Regions from separate parts of the Pan troglodytes genome. Here region 2 is linked to region 1. A link is a contact called in public Hi-C data. All regions are on one chromosome and are shown on one strand. Each heading gives the region's core, a stretch centred on a gene start, on an enhancer-like site or on the middle of the called end of the contact. The rest is flanking DNA. Distances are from core to core; before and after follow the strand shown.

The links. Hi-C and Micro-C count contacts between places; a contact is called where the count stands out from the background.
Region 2: a contact with region 1 is called in a Hi-C map of stem cell-derived neural progenitor cells, with 4 times the contacts expected there. The contact joins two enhancer-like sites. A contact is called at or near these places in 5 of 7 Hi-C or Micro-C datasets (blood, induced pluripotent stem cells, a lymphoblastoid cell line and 1 more), 1 of 1 datasets of contacts at active chromatin or transcription factors (stem cell-derived excitatory neurons) and 1 of 1 other capture datasets (stem cell-derived neural stem cells).

The regions. Positions count from the first base shown.
Region 1 is chr12:57,864,851-57,867,550 of NHGRI_mPanTro3-v2.0_pri, forward strand. All of the region lies in intron 1 of LOC134807897 (a long non-coding RNA gene), which reads left to right. Among named protein-coding and RNA genes, the nearest start is that of SERTAD2, 110 kb to the right of the region's middle. Within about 2 kb of position 1,346, at least 16 of the 24 cell types and tissues checked have an H3K27ac peak or open chromatin away from gene starts, as enhancers often do. A contact at or near this core is called in stem cell-derived excitatory neurons, stem cell-derived neural progenitor cells and stem cell-derived neural stem cells, where this site is marked.
Region 2 is chr12:58,079,220-58,082,244 of NHGRI_mPanTro3-v2.0_pri, forward strand. The region is part of intron 1 of SERTAD2 (SERTA domain containing 2); the gene reads left to right. Among named protein-coding and RNA genes, the nearest start is that of SERTAD2, 110 kb to the left of the region's middle. Within about 2 kb of position 1,307, at least 16 of the 24 cell types and tissues checked have an H3K27ac peak or open chromatin away from gene starts, as enhancers often do. A contact at or near this core is called in stem cell-derived excitatory neurons, stem cell-derived neural progenitor cells and stem cell-derived neural stem cells, where this site is marked.

The sequences.
Region 1 (2,700 bases), core at 96-2,595:
AGGTGAAGGGATCTCTGGATCTGAGAGTTTAGAGATGGTGTAGACATTCATGGTTCCAAGATCTAGCATATGACCAGGAGGCTGAGGCAGGGCAGGAGGAATATTCTGCTAGGGCTAAGGATATTAACAGTCTTAGAGATCGGAGTGTTGGGCGGGTCATCAGCATAGATGCTGAAGTCACCAAAAATGATGATATGAAAGGAGATAGAGCCTGATACTAAAATAATCAAGGGTTGGGGGAAGTGACTAGGAGGGTGACAGATGACATTAACTAGGAGGGGTGATTGGTGGCTTTTTTAATTAAATATTTTTAATTTTTAATACTTTTTAGAGTAGTTTCAGATTCACAGCAAAATTGAGTGGAAAATCCAGAGTTCTATATATCCACCCTCCTGGGAGCAGTGTCCCCCACTATCAACATTCCCCACCAGCATTTGTTACAATTGATGAACCTAAGTGACACATTATCACCCCGAGTCCACAGTTTACATTGATGTGAATGCTTTATTCTTACTTTACGTTACTTTTGCTGTTGTACATTCTATAGGTTTGAACAAATGTATTATGACATTTATACCATTATAGTATCACATCTAGTAGTTTCGCTGCGCTAAGAGGCCGGGCTTTTGAAAGAGGAAGGAGAAACCGTTTAGAAACTTCAGTGATGAATGCGGAGTACATCTTCAGGCCCTGAGCTGCATAGCTGGAGGGAGAAAAGAGCCTCTACTGGAGAGGGCTATAGGGCAGCAGCGTCCTGGGGGCAGGTGGGCTTCTGGAAGAAGAAAGTGAGGGTCCTAGTTTTGGAGGAGCTTGAGAGTAGAGGCCTGGGGTAAGACTGGGGAGCGCAGGCAGGGTGGAGGCAGGGTTGGCTGCTGGGTGCTCAGCAGTGTGGGGTCGGGCATGTGTGCTGTGGTGAGTGGGGGCGGCTGGGGCAGGTGACAGGCCCTGGAGGGAGGTGGCAGGTCGGATACCCTCACCTCGCCCTGTTGTGGAAGCTTTCCAGAAGATTTTGGGGAAAAACAGACTTCCCTTTCCAGGAACCCCTCTAAATTCGGTTGGTCGTGGTTCTCGGGGTTTATTATCTCCTTCCCGGTATCTCCAGCGTTCTTCTTCTCTGTGGATTTCTTATTTCCTCAATTAGACGAACGTTTGGGCAGGAACCCCAGCTCTACCATTTTACACCCGCTCAAGTGCAATACAGCACTTGACACATCATGTTTGTTGATTGCGTTGGATACAACTGCGGTCTGGTTTCCCTTCGCGGCCAGGAATCCAAGAATGCACCCTCACCCCGCGGCTGCCTCCCGGGGCCAGCTGCCGTGCTGGTCCCCGGTAACCCGACGCCGGGCCGCTCCCCCTCCCGCCCCGGGGCTGCGGCCGCCAATGGACGCAGCCCGAGCCTCCGTCTGGGCCGTGGGCCCCTCTCGGCGCCGCCCCCGCTGGGCTGGAGCGGGGGCGCCAGAGGCAAAGGGCCTGCAGGCGCGCGAGCACAAACCGGCTCCAGTTCTCAGCCCCTGCTCGCCGCCCTCTTCGTGTCCCGGCCCCGGCCCCGCCGGGACACCTCTGCCCCCTGCCTCGAGCCCAGGAGGCCAGGCTGCCGCCCCAGGGCGCCCGGGCAGTCGCAGACGGCGGCCTCCAGAGGGCCACGCCGGGGACTCTCCCAGCCCGGGAGCCAAGGCACTTGGCTCTGGCCTCTCTCCACCGTTTGATCTGCCCAGAGACCTTGGGCGGTCCGAGAGCCTCCGAGCCTCAGTCTCCTCATCTGTAGCTGGGGCTGGGCCCTGCGCACCTCTGAGTGGAGTGATGCAAGGGTGAAGGGTGTGAAAGTCTCCCTGTGTTGCCCAGGGGTCAAGGTCAAACCCAAGACACAGTGCCGCCAGCAGCTGCCCCGCCCGCAGCAGCTGCAGAACCGCAGCTCCTCCTGCCACCATCCAGGGAACTCCCTAGCTCCAGAGGAGGAGCCTATCAAGGGCACTTGGCTTTCCTCCACGTCCCCGGCACGGCACGAGGCGTTTCCTGCAGCTCCTAACTTCCAGTGTAGAAATCAACTCCGGGTTTCAGCAACCCTGGGAGAGGAGGCTGGAAATAGACGCTGGGCCAGCAGGAAGGTGCACAGGCGGGACACCTTTCAGCTGCCTGTTTCATCTCCCGTACATGATACTCGCTAGAGTGTAATAAGTGTACCAGAGGAAACACTCACTGACAAAGCCTATTTTCTCCCCAGATGGTTACAAATGCACATTCTTGAGTGACCTTCTACAGGCTACAAATACTGATGTATTTATACTGTACCTTGGGTCATGGTACCCAAAAGAAAAGCAAAGCAGAGCTCAGAAAATACATTCTAGTCTCAAAGAGGAAGGAAGACAAAAGAGGATGTCTTTGTCAGTCTGCATTATGTTAACATTCATAGCCTCCCGTCACCCCCCATGATGGCAGGGCACAGGTCACCTATGGTGATGGGGACATATGAAGTTCCCTGAGTTCTTCACTTCTGTGTCATGTCCTGAACAGTATCCCAAGTTGGCTCCTGGAACCCGCAGCCTTGGCTCACACCAACAATGTCACAGAGGTAAAGTGCTCTCGCTTCCCTGAGCTTGGACTTCAGGGCCTGGCAGCCCCCCCAGGTCCTCACCCTGGATGAATCCAACAGCAGGAAGTGACTGGGGAGTCCCTGAGCAGACAGAGGGAGAGGCGCCC
Region 2 (3,025 bases), core at 57-2,556, 210 kb after region 1:
AGAAACTGTATAATTCTACTCAACCTTTTACTTGAATTAAGTGTGCCATTCCCAAGTAATCCTTTTTCCTTATAAATTAAAAAAATTCCTTAAAACTGAGAAAACAAAAGCATTTTTCTTTCTAATTTTTTTTTAAATCAAGTGTACCATACTTTTAGCCAGAATCCTTAGATAAAATAAAACAATTGGCAGCATTCTCATTGTCCTTGGAAGAAGGTAATTGGTGTCCATAGCTTCATAAGAGTTGGGATTAAAACTTAAAATTCCCAGCTGGCAGAGGAACCACTAAGACAGGATATAAGAAACATTTTATACCACTTGACATTTATATTCTAAAAAGCCTATTCTCTTTCCAGATGTGTACTAACAAGGCCATAATTTATTCTAAAGAAATATTTACTTGAAACATTCCCTCCCAGAATTTGACTATGTTTTTGCTTACTAAATGCAGCTGTCAACATTTTAAAAAAATTATTTTACTAGGAGAAAAGTTTATATTTGACAAACCTCCAGTATTGGAAATTGCCTTCAATTTAATAGGAGCATGTAAAAATCTGAGAGGAGAAACTAGAATTTTAAAAATTTGGACTTTAGAAAACAACCCCAAACAGTAAAAGTTGTTTCTTAAATTTACTTGGGGCTTGACTTCCTGTTCGAATTTCAGTGTATCGTCAGGCTTTTTTTTTCTTCTTCTTCTTCTTCTTCACTGTCAAGAAAGCCGGGAGGATTGCTCCTGCAGGTCTTCGTCAAATGCAGGGTCTCATCTTGCACAAACAGCCTAGGCTGCGTTGCCCTGCGGGCCCCCGCGCGGCCGGTGCGCAGCGGGAGAGCCCGGAGGAGGCGCCGGCAGCAAACAGTGGTATCGGGTTACAGGTTCAGAATATCGCTGGAGCACAGGAGACTGGCTTGATCTAGTGACTGGCTTTATAATTACATTGCTGATTTGTTAGGGGAGGCTTTGTCTTACTTACCAATTAGCATGGATGTTACTGCAGGGACCTCAGACATTCTGGATGAGCTTTGGTGTGTGTTTTTTTTTTTAAAAAAAAAGCATCCCGATCCATAGAACTTCATGAGTTCTGTTACTAATACTCCGCCTTGTCTTTGGGCATCCTTATACCCTGTCTGTAAATAAGCCAGAGACGGTCTCTCCCTGTTGGAATTTTTGCCCACTCCCCTGGGCCAGACGCAGTTGTTTTGGGGTCTCAGGTTTGCTTTTGCTGTTTGGATACCCCAGCACCTTCCCGCACCGTGCTGGAGGGGACAGCCCACATCCCGTGCCTGCTGCAGTGTCAGGACACGCGAGGCCCGGCTGAGGACGCGCCTGTTTCTCTTAGCTTCCTTTCTGATTCTGCCAGTATCATCCACCACTGCAACCTTTTCAGGGCAGCCTCTTTGTTTTCGCTGGTGTGTTTTATTGTTCCTTGGGGGAGGAGGGTGTTAAAAGCCTGGACATGATCAGATTTCTTAGTCCAGTGTGTTGTTTAAGGTGTAATATTTGAAGTGTAGAAAGTTGTCTAAGCAAACAGCTTCCCCCAGTTAGGATCGGGCTTCTCCTTCCTGCTCGGAAGTTGCTGTGTCACACTACGACAGCAGCCTGGAGGCAGGGCTCTGGGGTCCTCAGCGTCCCGCCCTCAGGCTGGTGGGAGGTTCCCTTTTGTCATGAACAGAGGCTCTCCCACTTGGATGCCTCAAAAGCAGGGTCCTAAACGCACTGGGAGACCAGCCTGTGGAGTGAAGAGAAGAGAAACAGCGTATTCTGTGTTTCAGAAGTTGTCTCAAAACAATCCTGGCCCTACTTTGAGCCTCTTTTCGGCTCAGAAGTCTGCCACATGCCCAGCTAATTTTACCAGGGGCACCCCTTTCCTCTACCACCACCACCAAAAGACACCAGGAGAATGAATGTGTTTCCACTTAGGGCTGTGGGCTTTGGTGGCACAGTATGTCAGGGGAAGGGAAGGACCGCTGCCAGCCTTCTCATAAGACAATCGCCACACTTCTTTTTTCTTCCAAAGAGGTGGGTACATGAGGGCAGATCACTACTTTTGAGTGTTGGCGTTGGGTTAAAGGCCTCATCTTTCTGGTTTTAGCGTTAGCATTGACACCTCTGGACTTGTCAGCAACCAGTGGTCACACCAGCAGCCATATGGGACAGTGTGTCTGATGAGGTTAGGGATACAGCTTGGTGTTTTTTTTGTTTTGTTTTGTTTTGTTTTTTTGGAGACGGAGTTTTACTCTGTCACCCAGGCTGGAGTGCAGTGGCGCGATCTCGGCTCACTGCAAACTCCGCCTCCCGGGTTCACGCCATTCTCCTGCCTCAGCCTCCTGAGTAGCTGGGACTACAGGTACCCGCCACCGCCTGGCTAATTTTTTGTATTTTTAGTAGAGATGGGGTTTCACCGTGTTAGCCAGGGTGGTCTCGATCTCCTGACCTCGTGATCCACCCGCCTCGGCCTTCCAAAGTGCTGGGATTACAGGCGTGAGCCACCTTGCCCTGCCAAGGGATACAGCTTGTTAAAGCTCCCCTTTGAATTAGGAGCCTTTTTCCTGAGAGCTGTTAGCTAGCGTTTTGAAAACGTTCCTGTTGAAGTATAGCGTGCATGTAGAGCCGTGCAGGATCCCGCGTGTGCAGGCCGGTGACTCATCATGAGGCAGGCCCCAGCTGTGCTCTCCACCCAGGTGAGCGGCAGAGCATGGCCAGCTCACCCCACTAGCCGCCCGTACACCACGGCAGACACTGTAGTTCAGTGTTGCCTTGTTACCTGACTTTTAAAACAACATACCACTTAATTGTGAAGCCTGCTGCTCTCCTGAGAAGGGAGCATACAGAATGTGTAGTTGTTGCTGTTTCCCAAAAGGAAATTGGAAAAAGCTCTTGAAAACGTACACAAGGTACAAACCAGTTGGGCTTCTAAGGCGATGCTTTCCTGAGTTCCCCGTCTGTCCCCGCACCAGGTCAGGGTGGTGCCGAGCTGCACAAGCCCCAGGGGTGCAGGACCAGGTGTCTCCACTCAATCTTTGATTC